Regions from separate parts of the Oryctolagus cuniculus genome. Here region 2 is linked to region 1. Evidence: chromatin contacts called from public Micro-C data. All regions are on one chromosome and are shown on one strand. Each heading gives the region's core, a stretch centred on a gene start, on an enhancer-like site or on the middle of the called end of the contact. The rest is flanking DNA. Distances are from core to core; before and after follow the strand shown. Region 1 holds the start of SCARF1 (scavenger receptor class F member 1). Region 2 holds the start of OVCA2 (OVCA2 serine hydrolase domain containing).

What was found. Hi-C and Micro-C count contacts between places; a contact is called where the count stands out from the background.
Region 2: a contact with region 1 is called in a Micro-C map of ear pinna, with 6 times the contacts expected there. The contact joins the promoter of OVCA2 here to the promoter of SCARF1 in region 1. A contact is called at or near these places in 2 of 6 Hi-C or Micro-C datasets (ear pinna and skin fibroblasts).

Annotation. Positions count from the first base shown.
Region 1 is chr17:47,167,489-47,173,655 of mOryCun1.1, forward strand. SCARF1 (scavenger receptor class F member 1) reads right to left here and starts at 3,642. Exons shown (of 11, transcript XM_002718887.5): 1 at 3,039-3,642; 2 at 2,709-2,767; 3 at 2,391-2,492; 4 at 1,129-1,654. The coding sequence starts at 3,139. RILP (Rab interacting lysosomal protein) reads right to left here. Exons shown (of 8, transcript XM_002719046.5): 4 at 6,126-6,167; 5 at 5,684-5,829; 6 at 5,255-5,377; 7 at 4,246-4,329; 8 at 3,585-4,051. The coding sequence ends at 3,892.
Region 2 is chr17:47,525,007-47,531,173 of mOryCun1.1, forward strand. OVCA2 (OVCA2 serine hydrolase domain containing) reads left to right here and starts at 3,984. Exons shown (of 2, transcript XM_002718881.5): 1 at 3,984-4,290; 2 at 4,594-5,736. The coding sequence starts at 4,122. The coding sequence ends at 5,093. It overlaps DPH1 (diphthamide biosynthesis 1), which reads left to right. Exons shown (of 13, transcript XM_008270921.4): 10 at 3,157-3,235; 11 at 3,524-3,664; 12 at 3,840-3,947; 13 at 4,594-5,375. The coding sequence ends at 3,929.

The DNA of each region.
Region 1 (6,167 bases), core at 2,392-4,891:
GGCAGGGCCCTCAGGATTGGGGGGGGCAGGCCCCTCCGGATCGCGTCGCTCTCCTTCCAGCCCCTCCCCTGTGCCAGCCTCCCTGCACGCTGCCCTGTGCTCCTCCCTCCCAGCTTCACCCCCCACCCCGGCACTGTGCTGTCCCTGACATGCCGTGCGAGTGGACTCCGTAGTTCATCTTCTAGCCCACAACATGAAAATGCGTGAACATAACACGTCAGCTGTGTGTTTTCACCACTGACTTTTCAAGTTTACCTTAATTTCCCATTGACTTTTTTTTAAAGATGTATTTACTTATTTTAAAGGCACAGTTACAGAGAGGCAGAGAGAGAGAGATCTGCCATCTCTCTCTGTCTCTCCTCCTCTGTTACTCTTTCAAATAAATAAATCTTTTTTTAAAAATTGCACCTGTACTGGACGTGTACAGGTTATTTTTTTCCTGTCACCATTCCCCTAAACAACACAGAGTAATAACTATTTCCATAGCCTTCCCTTGTGTTAGCTCTATCAGTAATCTAGAGGTGGTTTCTGGTATGCAGAGGATTACACGGATTATATACCACACCATGTTATACAAGGATTGGCAGACGTACCGGGAGGCCTCCATACATGTCCGCGGTAAGGCACGTATGTACTGTCTGGCTAGACTTTTCAGTCGTGTGAAATAAATGTGTGGCGTGTACCAAGGGCTCCAAGCAGTTCACTGCGAACTCGCAACTCGCATCGTCTTTTTGTTCCATTTTCCGTGGGCTTTTGGGAGCCCCCAGGTACGTTCAGGCTGAAAGCCACTGAGTCGTAAGGGGACAGCGCCATCCTCTGGCCACATGTGATTCCTTCCAATTCTGGCTTGCTAGTACGGTGCTAGCGTTTTGTTTGACCACAACCAGATGGAAGGGGTGAGTGGGGCTGGACCGAGGGGCCTTGGGGAATTTATCCCTCTTTCATTCATGCCTTGCATGTCCTCTAGGAGAGCACTGTGCCCCTGCGCCTTCTCCGGACCTTCCCACCGCATTCTTGGCTCTCTCTTCCCTTCCCACTGCCTCTCTGGAACTCCTCCTCAACCTCCCCTTCCCTCTCCCCGTTCCTTCGCCTGCTCGCCTTCCCCGGCACCCCTCCCAGCCCACTCACCTGTCACGGCACTGAGCCCCATAGCTGCCGGAGGGACAGGGCAGTTCACAGCGCACGCCGCGGAAGCCGGGTGGGCAGGTGCACCTGCCCGAGACAGCGCTGCAGCGGCCGCGCACGCACTCGCACCGCTGCCGGCACTCGGGGCCCCACCAGCCTGGCCGGCAGGTGCAGCGACCAGTCTCCTGCGCGCAGGGCGAGTCGTGACATGCGCAGCGGAAACTGCAGCGGTGGCCCCACCAGCCCGATTCACACAGGCAGGCGCCCGTGGCTGGCTCGCAGCGCGCCGCCGCCAGGTTGCACTGGCACGGGCGGCGGCACGTGGATGACCACCAGCCGGGGTCACAGCGGCATTCGCCTGTGGCGGGGTCACAGTGCCCGTGGGCACCGCAGGTGCATGGGAACTCGCAGCGGGCACCCCAGCGGTCAGCTTGGCACTGGCACACACCGGTGGCTGGCTCGCACTGGCCGTGTGGATGGCAGGGACAGCTCTCACGGCAGTCGGGGCCCCAGTACTGGCCCGGGCAGCCTGCAGGAGGCGGGGACAGAGGAGTCAGTGGGCTCAGGCTGGGCAGGACCTTATCTAAGGCAGAGGGGAGCCAGGCTCGCCCTCTAACCATGGGGAACAGGCCCTTGGAACATGTAGCAGCAGATGCTTCTGGGGCACAGTTCATTTCCTGCCCCAGGCTCTGAACTACAAAAACCCCCAGTGGCCCAGCCTCCCAGTTCACATTCCAGAACACTTGAGTCCTAGGTACACCCAGAAGTAGCTAGGGCTTCATTCATTTCCCCTCCTCCTTCCCTGGGCTACAGGTGAATGAGGCTGTCACTCTGAGTGCAGGCCTGGCTATGGCCCACCAAGATGACAGAGGAAGCCCCATTGCCCACTGGGTCCCCTTCCAACTCAGACATCCCTGGTGCAGGTGCTCGGGCTGTCCTACTCAGGAACCCCGTTCTTATCCCCGCTTTCTGCCAAAGAGGGGCAGGGTGGCAGCCCAGCCCGGGGCTGGGGTGGTGAGGTAGTGGGGCTGGGAAGGCATCCACTTTGCAAGGCAAGATCACAGCACATCTTCCCAGACCGTGAAGGGCCCGGGTGGGTGGGGCTTCGGAGACGACGCAGGGCGTCTCCCAGGAGCATGTCACTTCCTATCCCTGGCCTCAATTTCCTCAGGGGAGCTCTTCAGAGACTGTGTTTCTGCCTGCTTTGCTGCCCCAAGCCCCGCCCCAGCTCTGCCCCGCAGCTTCACCACGCAGTTGAGACTCACGGGAGCTGCACTGGGCCCCGAAGAATCCCGGCGGGCAGCGACACAGGCCTGGCTTCACGCATACCTCGCCTTCCCTGCAGGCATCCGGCCCCTCGCAGATGGCTGAAAAATACCCCACCCAGGTCACCACGACTGGAGCACTCACCACCAGGGGATCTCCGCCCGCCCCTCTCGCTGGCTCCCAGCGCCCTGTGCCCCTCAAGAGTCACCCTGGTGGGGCCAGAGGCACACGTCCCAAGACGGACCCCGGTTCTAGGGCTCAGGTGTGGAAAGCGGCCCCAGGAGGGCAGGAAGGGAGCTCCCTCCTCTGCTACTCACGGATGGTGCATTCGTGATCCTTTTGCCTCCAGCCTGGGCAGCACTGGAGCTCAGAGGGGCTGTGGATCAGAGAGGGGTCAGCAGGGGCAGCCTGGCCCCACAAAGATCACTGTCCCTGGCCGAGGTGTGGCAGGCGGCCCCAGTCCCCCAGGGCAGCCTAACGGAACGTCACAGTACTCATGTCCCCCACCTCCTCCCTTGTTTTTCCTGCCACCCACCAGGCTGCCCCCCAACCCTCTCTCATCAGCCCCTAACCTCCTCCCTGTCTCCTTCCCCAAATGCCTCAACACCAGCTCAGCCGCCTCCCCCCTCCTGTCCCGTCACACCCACCTGCTGCCCACACAGACGTGCTGCCCACCGGGGTCCAGCGGGGAGCCCTGGGGTCCCCAGGGCCAGAGCAGCAGCAGTAGGAACAGCAGCCCGAGCCCCATGGCGGCCAGTGGAGTGGGAGGACTCCGGTTAATCTGGCCCCCACAGCTCCCAACCCCCCCCCCGCCCCGCTTCCTCCCAAGGCTTTTCCTGAGGAAACCAGGCCGGCTGGGTAGGCTGCCACGAGGCACCTCCCAGGGAGGGCGGCCGGGCGTCTGGGGAAAGCCCCGCGTCTCAGCCCTGAAAGGAAGGCGGGTGGGGAGGGCCCCGGGGGGCTTCTGGGGCTGGTCTCCATCTAGAGGGGGCCAGAAGCCACGGGTCCCGGGGCATGGGGCAGAGGCGAAAGGGTAGGGCTGCGGTGGGAGCCAGGGCTGCCCATTAGGCCACACTCCCCAGGCAAGGTCCCCACCCAGGCACTGGCCAAAGAGCCCCCGGGCGGAATGTCGGCCTGCCTCTGCTGCCGGCGGCTGGGAGGGCGGCGGGCCGCTGACACACAGACAGGAGCCATTTCCGGATGGTAGGGCTTTATTCCATTGGCTCAGGCCCTCTGGGAAACTCCCTGGGAGGAAGGAAGACAGTTCTCTCTATTGCAGGGGTGGCCGCGCAGGCACCGGAGAGGAAGCACTTTTCCCCGTTGCTCTGGAAGCTCGGTGCAGAGGTGGAGGGGTGGAGGCAGGTGGAGAATCCCCGGTGCAGGCCGGGATCAGGGAAGAGTTCCAGACAGGCTGCGAAGGAGGAAGCTGTCTCACGGGCCATCACACATCCGCCCCAGCCAGGCCCCAAAGCCAGGCCTCCAGGTGGGCTGAGGCCCAGGTCAGAGCGGCTGCCGCAGAGCAGAGCAGGGCTGGTCGGGGGGTGGGGGCTGAGGGCCCCCCAGAGGCTCCACGTGGGGTTGCTGAGGGGCCCCTTCTTCTCCAGTGCTGCTGGGCTCAGGTGTGGGGGTCTCGGCTTTATCCCGGTACCACAGGCCAAAGCTGAGGGAGAGCCAAGAGGTTCTTTGAGCCGGGAGGCCAGAGAGTCAAGGATTGGGGCTGAGAGCAAGGAGCGAAGAGAAAAGGACTTCAGATGGATGCCGGGACGGCACAGATGGTGGGGCAGCGGGGGGAGGGCACGCGGGGCAGGGAGGGGCACAGAAAACCCGAAGCCCCTCCTTCACTCCCCAACATACAAACTCTGGACTCTGGACTCAGCGGGTGCAGGCTGCTCTTCCTTATCGCCGGAGAGCAGGAGCCAGGAGCCGTCCTCGTCCTCACTGACACAGGGGGGAGAGAGGAGAGGGCCATGTATCAAGGGCCCGGGCAGCAGCGGGCCAGCACTGAGTGACCACAGCGCCCCCAGGGCTGGCGACCTGGTGACCCTGGGGAGACACAAGGCCTCTCTTTTTTATTTTTATTTGAAAGGTCGAGAGACAAAGAGACAGAGAGATCTGCCTTCTATTAGCTGACTTGCAGCAGGCCAAAGCTGGGGGCCGAGAACTTAATCCAGGTCTCCCACCTGGGTGGCGGGGACCCAATCGCTTGAACTGTCACCTGCTGCCTCCCAGTGCATTAGTGGGAAGCTGGATCAGAAAGCAGAGGAGCAGGGACTGACAGCCAGGCACTCCCGACAAGGGATGAGGGTGTCCACAAGATGCGGACACACGGCGGGGCCCTGATAAAGCAGCAGCGAGAGTCTCACTCCTCTAAGAACAAATAGACCCAGAGGGCCAACGCTGTGGCGTAGTGGGTAAAGCCCCCACCGGCAGCACCAGCATCCCCTACGGGCTCTGGTTTGAGGCCCGGCTGCTCCATTTCAGATCCAGGTCCCTGCTAGTGGGGCTGGGAAAGCAGTGGAGGATGGCCCAAGTGCTTGGGCTCCTGCACCCACAAAGGAGACCCAGAGGAAGCTCCTGGCTTTGGACCAGCCTGGCTGAACCAGCAGATGGAAGACCTCTCTCTCTCTCTCTCTCTCTCTCTCTGGCTCTACCTCTCTCTGTAACTCTGACTTTCAAATAAACAAATAAATCTAAACAGACAGACCCAGCCAAAGCAGTGTGCAGGTGCCTTCTGCAAGGCGTGCAGGCAGCACTGGTGGAGTCCAGAGAGAAGGGTGCAGGCTGGAGGGCAGGCTCGGGGGCGGCCAGGCCAGGTCAGCAGACCGGGTCTGCTAGGTCAGTAGGCTGGGTCGCGGGGACACACCTGCTCTCTGCTTCCTCTGGTGTCCCCAACATCTTGGCCTTGATCTTCTTCCGCTGCTTCCTGACAGCCACCTTCATGGCTTCAAGCAGCAGCCCGGGGACCCGGTGGTCTGCGAGCAGCTCCCTACAGGACGGGGGCAGGCAGAACGTGGTGGGGCTGCCAGCAGCGGGCCTCGCCCCGAGGGCCCGTGCGAGCTGCCTGTTCCCTGGGGGAGCCCGCAACACCCCCCAGGCCTTAGCCTGTGTGGCACCCCTCCTGGCACAGCTGCTGTGACCTTGGTACCGCCCCTTCCCCTGCTGGGATGGAGTCCCCAGAGGGCAGGGGCTGTGTTGGTACAGGGTCTGGCCAGGTTGCTGGGGTTTGTCAGTGAATACGGGAATGAGGTGGGGGTGACCCGAGGCCAGGAGCAGACACGGGCAGGGCCCTCACCGCTGGAAGTAGGCCAGCTCCTCCTTGAGCAGGAACACCTTGGCTTTGAGCTCATTGCGCTCCTGAAGGATCTGCTCAAGCTCCTGCCTGCTGAAGCCGCACTGCCCTGCCTCCGGGGGGCGCTCTGGCTGCCGTGGGGCAGCGGCCTGCGGAAGAAGCGTGGTCTGGAGGCCCTGCTAGCTCTCCCATGGGCCCAGGGCCATCGCAGGAATGCCAGAGGAAGGGACAGGCAAGGAGTTCTGGGGGACAACGGTGCTACAATAGGTGACAGCAGCTCTCAGGCTGAAAGTGGGGCCGGGCCCGGCTGCAGGTGCAAGCCCCTGTGTGCCACAGTCCGGCTTCTCGGCCGACCTGCGCAGCACAGCAAAGCTTGCCAGTGCACCCACACGGGGCCAGACGCTCTGAGTGCCGGCTTGGGTTGCTGGCTCCCTCCGGCACTCACCGGACTGTCCGGGCTCGCCCGCTCGGGTTCCCGCCTCTGCTC
Region 2 (6,167 bases), core at 2,734-5,233, 360 kb after region 1:
AGAGGGAGAGAGATGGATCTTCGATCTGCTTGTTCATTGCCCAGATTTCAGCAGTAGCCAAGGCTAGATCAGGCCAAAGCCAGGAACCTGAAATGCCATGTGGGTCTCCCACATGGTGGCAGGTGCCTGAGCACTTGGGCCATCATCTGCTGCCTTTCCAGGTGCATTAACAGGAAACTGGATAGGAAACAGAGTAGCTGAAACTCAAACTAGCACTGTGATGTGGGATGTGACAGCAACTTAACCTGCCATGCCACAGTGCTGGCCCACAAAAATTTTTTTGGCTGTATTGAGAATTAAAAACACAACGAGCTGCCATCTACCAGTTCCCTCCCTAAATGCCCACAGTGACCCCCAGTGGGGCTGAGGCCATGTGAAGCAGAGAGCAGGAGCCAGGAATCCAATCCAGGTCTCCCATGTGGGTGGCAGGAACTTAGTCACTTGAGATATCACCATTGCCTCCCAGGGTTGCATCAGCAAGAAGCTGGAGTCGGGTTGGTGCTGTGGCATAGTGGGTAAAGCCGCCACCTGCAGCACCAGTGTCCCATATAGGCGCCAGTTTGAGTCCCGGCTGCTCCACTTCTGATCCAGCTCCTGCTGATGCATCTGAGAGAGCAGTGGAGGATGGCCTAAGTGCTTGGGCTCCTGACCCACGTGAGAGACCCAGAAGAAGCTCCTGGCTCCTTGCTTCAGCCTGGCCCGGCCCCAACTATTGTGGCCATTTGTGGAGTGAACTAGTGGAAAGAAGATCTCTTTCTCTGTTTCTCCATCCCTCTCTGTAACTCTGCTTTTCAAATAAATAAAATCAAGCTTAGCTGGCGCCGTGGCTCAGTAGGCTAATCCTCCGCCTTGCGGCACTGGCACACCGGGTTCTAGTCCCGGTCGGGGCGCCGGATTCTGTCCCGGTTGCCCCTCTTCCAGGCCAGCTCTCTGCTGTGGCCCGGGAGTGCAGTGGAGGATGGCCCAAGTGCTTGGGCCCTGCACCCCATGGGAGACCAGGAAAAGCACCTGGCTCCTGCCTTCGGATCAGCGTGGTGCGCCGGCTGCAGCGGCCATTGGAGGGTGAACCAACGGAAAAGGAAGACCTTTCTGTCTCTCTCTCTCATTGTCCACTCTGCCTGTCCAAAAAAGTAAATAAATAAAAAAAATTTTAAAAAATCAAGCTTAACAAAAATAAAAAGCTGGAGTCAGGATCGGAGTCAGTATTGAATCCAGGTACTCTGATATAGGATAGGGCATCTTAACTACTAGACCAAATGCTTGCTCCCTTTATTTGAGGGGCCTGAGCGGTGGTGTGGTGGGTTAAGCCTCCTCCTGCAGCACCAGCATCCCACATGGAGGCTGGTTTGAATCTCAGCTGCTCCACTTCTGATCCAGCTCCCTGCTAATGCACCAGGGAAAGCAGCGGAGGATGACCCAAGTCCTTGAGCCCCTGCACCCACACAGGAGACCTGGAAGAAGCTCCTGGCTCCTGGCTGCAGCCTGGCCCAGCCCTGGCTGCTGCAGGCCATTTGGGGAGTGAGCCAGCAGATGGAAGATCGCTGTCTCACCCTGTCTCTGTGTCATTGTAACTCTGCCTTTCAAAAAAAAAAAAAAAAAATCTTTTAAAAAACCACTGCATTGGGCCAGCCCCGTGGCTCACTTGGTTAATCCTCTGCTTGCGGCACCGGCATCCCATATGGGCGCTGGGTTCTAGTCCAGCTGCTCCTCTTCCAGTCCAGCTCTCTGCTGTGACCCAGCAGGGCAGTGGAGGATGGCCAAGGTGATTAGGCGCTGCACCCACATGGGAGACCAGGAGGAAGTACCTGGCTCCTGGCTTCAGATCGGCACAGCTCCAGCTGTAGTAGAGAACCAACGGAAAAGGAAGACCTTTCTCTATGTCTCTCTCTCTCACTGCCTAACTCTACCTGTCAAATAAGTTAAAAAAAAAAAATCTTCCCTCTCTCCCCCTCTCTTTCTCTCTTCCTTCCAAAACAACAAAACAACAACAACAACAACAAAACCACTGCATTTATTTGAGACACAGAGACAGAGCATCAGCTGGTTCACTGCCCAGATGCCCACAACAGCTGGGGCTGGGGCTGGGCCTAACTGACGCTCGGAGCTGGGGATGCACTTCCTGTCTCTAACACGGGCGGCAGGAGCCCAGCCACTTCAGCCATCATTGCCGCCTCCCAGGGTTTGCATTGGCAGGAAGCTGGAGCCTGCTATACAACCAGGCACTCTCAACCATTAGGCTAACTGCCTGCCCCGCGCTGTGAAACATTGTTTATAGAGCATTTACCCAATAGGGGGTATGGCTCTCGTTTTTCCTGACTGTGGGGCGCAACATCATGGTTGTTCTGTGTGAGAAGAGGTGTTTCATTTATTTATTTATTTATTTATTTATTTATTTGAAAGGCAAGAGTTACAGAGAAAAAGAGAAAGACATAGATCTTCCATCTGCTGGTTCACTCCCCAAATGGCCACAAAGGCCGGGGCTGGGCCAGGTCGAAGTCAGGAGCCAGGAGCTTCTTCCTGGGTCTCCAATGCAGGTGCAGGGGCCCAAGCACTTGGGCCTTCTGTTACTGCTTTTCCAGGCGTATTAGCAAGGAGCTGGATCAAAAGTGGAGCAGTCGAGACTCCAACTGGGGCCCATACTGGATGCCGGCATCGCAAGCGGTGGCTCAACCTGCTGCGCCACAGCACCAGCCCCGAGTGGGAAGAGCTTGGTGGGGGGCACTTGCACTGTAGCAGGCACTAAGTCCGACAGCTCCCCCAGCAGGCGGGAGTCGGGAGGAAAGAAGCGACAGTCGGGCTTCCCTGCGGGCCAGCGCGCGGCACAGTGCTTCAGATGCTGCTGCGTAGCAGTGCCTGGGTCTGAGTCCTGGCCCTGCTCCTCACTCCAGCTGCCTGCCCAGGAGCACCCTGGGAGCCGGCAGCTGATGCTCAGGCGTCTGGGTCCCTGCCGCCGGGGTGAAAGACCCGGGCCGAGTTCCTGGCTTCTGGCTTCGTCTTGGCCCGGCTCTGGCTCTTTAGGGTCCGAACTAGCCAGTGGGAGCTCCCTTTCTCTCTCTCTGCCTTTCAAAACCCTATCAATTAACGATGTGTTGGAGTCACTGTAGACCCCTGAAGGGTAGGTCCGCGCCTTGGGCCTGACGGGACTTCCCTTCCCAGCTGGGTGCAGGTGGCCTGTCCTCGCCTCTCCATTGACTGGGGCACAGCCTTCCCCAAGCCTCTGCTGACGCCCTATGAGGTAATCCCGTTTCTACGGTCCCCGGGAGAGGGTGGGCCCTGCACCTTGATGTGTCTGTCAGGGGAGAGGTCTAACGGAGTGGGAGGGCTGGGCAGAGGTCCCCGGGTCAGACTCCAGACTCCACAGTCCTTGAGCTCTGGGCAAGTCCCGTAACCTCTCGGAACCTCGCGTTTCCTTCCTGCGGGTTGGGACCATCCGCCCTTCTTCATGGAACTGGTGAGGACTGAAGTCTGTGAGCAGGCGCAGAAAAAGGTTGCCAAGCGTCGCCGTCCGGTTTTCTTGCCCTAGGCGGCCGTGGCCCTGCGGGACATTTCCTGGCAGCAGCCCTACCCCATGGACTTCTATGCCGGCAGCTCCTTGGGGCCGTGGACCGTGAACCACGGGAAGGACCGGCCCCCTCAGCCCGCTGGCCGGCCCGCACTCGGGAAGGTAGGCGGGAGGCAGCAGGGAGGGAGGAGAGACCGCCCCTGGGTGCGGCCTTGGCACTGGCTGCCTCCCTGGCAACACGAGCCCAGACCGCCGCCCTGCGGCCACGGCGGTAAGTGCACGGGAGCGGGGCAGAGGACGTTGCGAAAGCGAAATCCTGACCGGTCTGCGGCCCTAGGTGCAGGAGGGATTCACGCGCCCGTCTCCAGCCGCGGCTTGCGAGGGTTGCAGCTGCAGAGGCGAGGAGGTGGCGCCGCCGGCTCCGTGAGACGCTTCGGGGTCTCAGGTATCCGCCCCTGCTCTGGCTGCGCTCTGCCCCTCCCTGTTGTCATGGAAACCCCAGCTCGCTCCGAGGCCCACCCTCAAGGGTGTGGCGTCGGTATCTGGTCCCGCCCCCTCGCGTTCTACTTCCGCTCGGGGAAAGGCGGCTTCCGCCGCTGTGGAGCACGCTGCCCCCGTGATGGCCGCGCGTCGGCCGCTGCGGGTGTTGTGCTTGGCGGGCTTCCGGCAGAGCGAACGGGGCTTCCGCGAGAAGACTGGCGCTCTGAGGAAGGCGCTGCGAGGCCGCGCCGAGCTCGTGTGCCTCAGCGGCCCGCACCCGGTCTCTGAAGCGGCGGAGCCTGACTCCGGTGAGACGCACCCTGCTTCCTGCTCCGGAAATGCATCCAGAACGTCCTCTCCGTTTCGCTTCCCCGCGCCGTGTACCCCCCTCCGTCCACACCCCTCATTTCTCCTGCCCCAGACCCTCACCGATTCCAGCCTTGTCCTCCCAGGCCTCGGGGTCCAGGGCCACGGGTTCACTCCCTGCCTTCTTTCTCCACGTGTTCTCCCCTCAGCCCCCGCTCTCTCGCTCCCCAGCCTACCCCCACCCCCATTCCTTCCCTGCAGGGTCCTCCTTGCGCTCACCCCGCCTCCTCCCCGTGTCCCTGCAGGTCCCTGCGCCCCGGAGGAGCAGCCTCGAGGCTGGTGGTTTTCAGAGGCTGCAGCAGACACCTTCTCCGCGCTGGAAGAGCCCGCCGTGTGCCGGGGGCTGCAGGAGGCCCTGGCAGCGGTGGCCCGGGCCCTGAGCAGCCTGGGGCCTTTTGACGGAATCCTCGGGTTCAGCCAGGGGGCCGCGCTCGCCGCCCTTGTGTGTGCCCTGGGCCAGGCGGGAGACCCGCGCTTCCCTTTACCGCGGTTTATCATCCTGGTTTCTGGCTTCTGTCCCCGGGGCCTTGTTCTCAAGGAACCCATCTTGAAGAGCCCCTTGTCACTGCCTTCCCTACATGTTTTTGGGGAAACCGACCGTGTCATTCCTGCTCAGGAGAGCGTGCAGCTGGCCAGCCGATTCCCCGGAGCCGTCACCCTCACCCATTCCGGTGGTCACTTCATTCCTGCAGCTGCAGCCCAGCGCCAGGCCTACCTCAAGTTCTTGGACCAGTTTGCAGAGTGAAAAATCAACAAAGGCCTCTCCCCAGCCTCCCCACGCGGGGCAGCCTCTAGCGTCTTCCTGCTCCTTTCCCTCACCTCCCGACAGTGGTCAATTCTGAGGACTCAAGTCATGTGAGGCCTGCTTGTCACTGGAGGAAAGGGGAGGAGGGCACCTTGATGGAAGTTTTGAGTTCTGCTACTGAAACATGAACAAAGCCAGAGAACCCTGGGTGAGAGGAGAGTGACATGGGAAAGCGGGGGCTGGCGTCACCATGGCCGCCACACAATAAAGCGGTGACTTGGATGTTGAGCATCTTTTTCCTGGTACACAGAGTCCCACTTCATAACGGAAGTCCAGTTCCGTGGCCATCCTGGGCAGCAGGGAGATAAGTCCAGTTGTGAGCTCCCAGAGCAAAGCTCATTCGGGTGTGCACGGGTGTACTCGCGCTGTGTGGACGGACGTCCAAGGAGGAAAGGGGGCCTCGGTGGCTGAATCGGGGAAGGATTTCCATCCAGCAAGGATCCACCTGGGTTTGCTGACCTTGGGCGTCCTCCACCGTAGTCCCTGCAGCTTGTGCGCCGGCCTCCCCTCCAAGCCTGCGCGCCTCCCAAGGGGAAGGCCAGAGACGGCAGAGAATAAATGGCCTCTTCCACGCTTGACTCCACCCACAGGGTTTTGGGGATTGATGCTGGTCGTCATTGCTGTAGCGAGTACAGCCCAGACCCGAGCTCTTCACTACAGAGAGCTGTCCAAGATTTTTTTTTTTGAAGGTGGGGGTGTTGGCAGCATGGGTTATCTGTGTAGAGTCTGAGTTACCGCAGAGTGCTGGGAGGGGTGGAGGGCACTTCTCGCACTACAGTTGGCCTCTGCCTTGCTCTTGGTGTTACTTCTGTACGCCTGTTGGATTTGACCCATGAAGTTTTAGAAGACCAAAAAAAAAAAAAAAAAAAACTTTAAAATGCTAGATATTTCACACAGAAATTCAGGATTTCTGCCTTTTCAGGAAATAACATGGATCTGCACTGAAGGGCTCATGTGCCCTGGCGGCAGTCTATGAGCAGTTGTATGCTGCCCCCTGTGGTTAGGCCCAAGAGG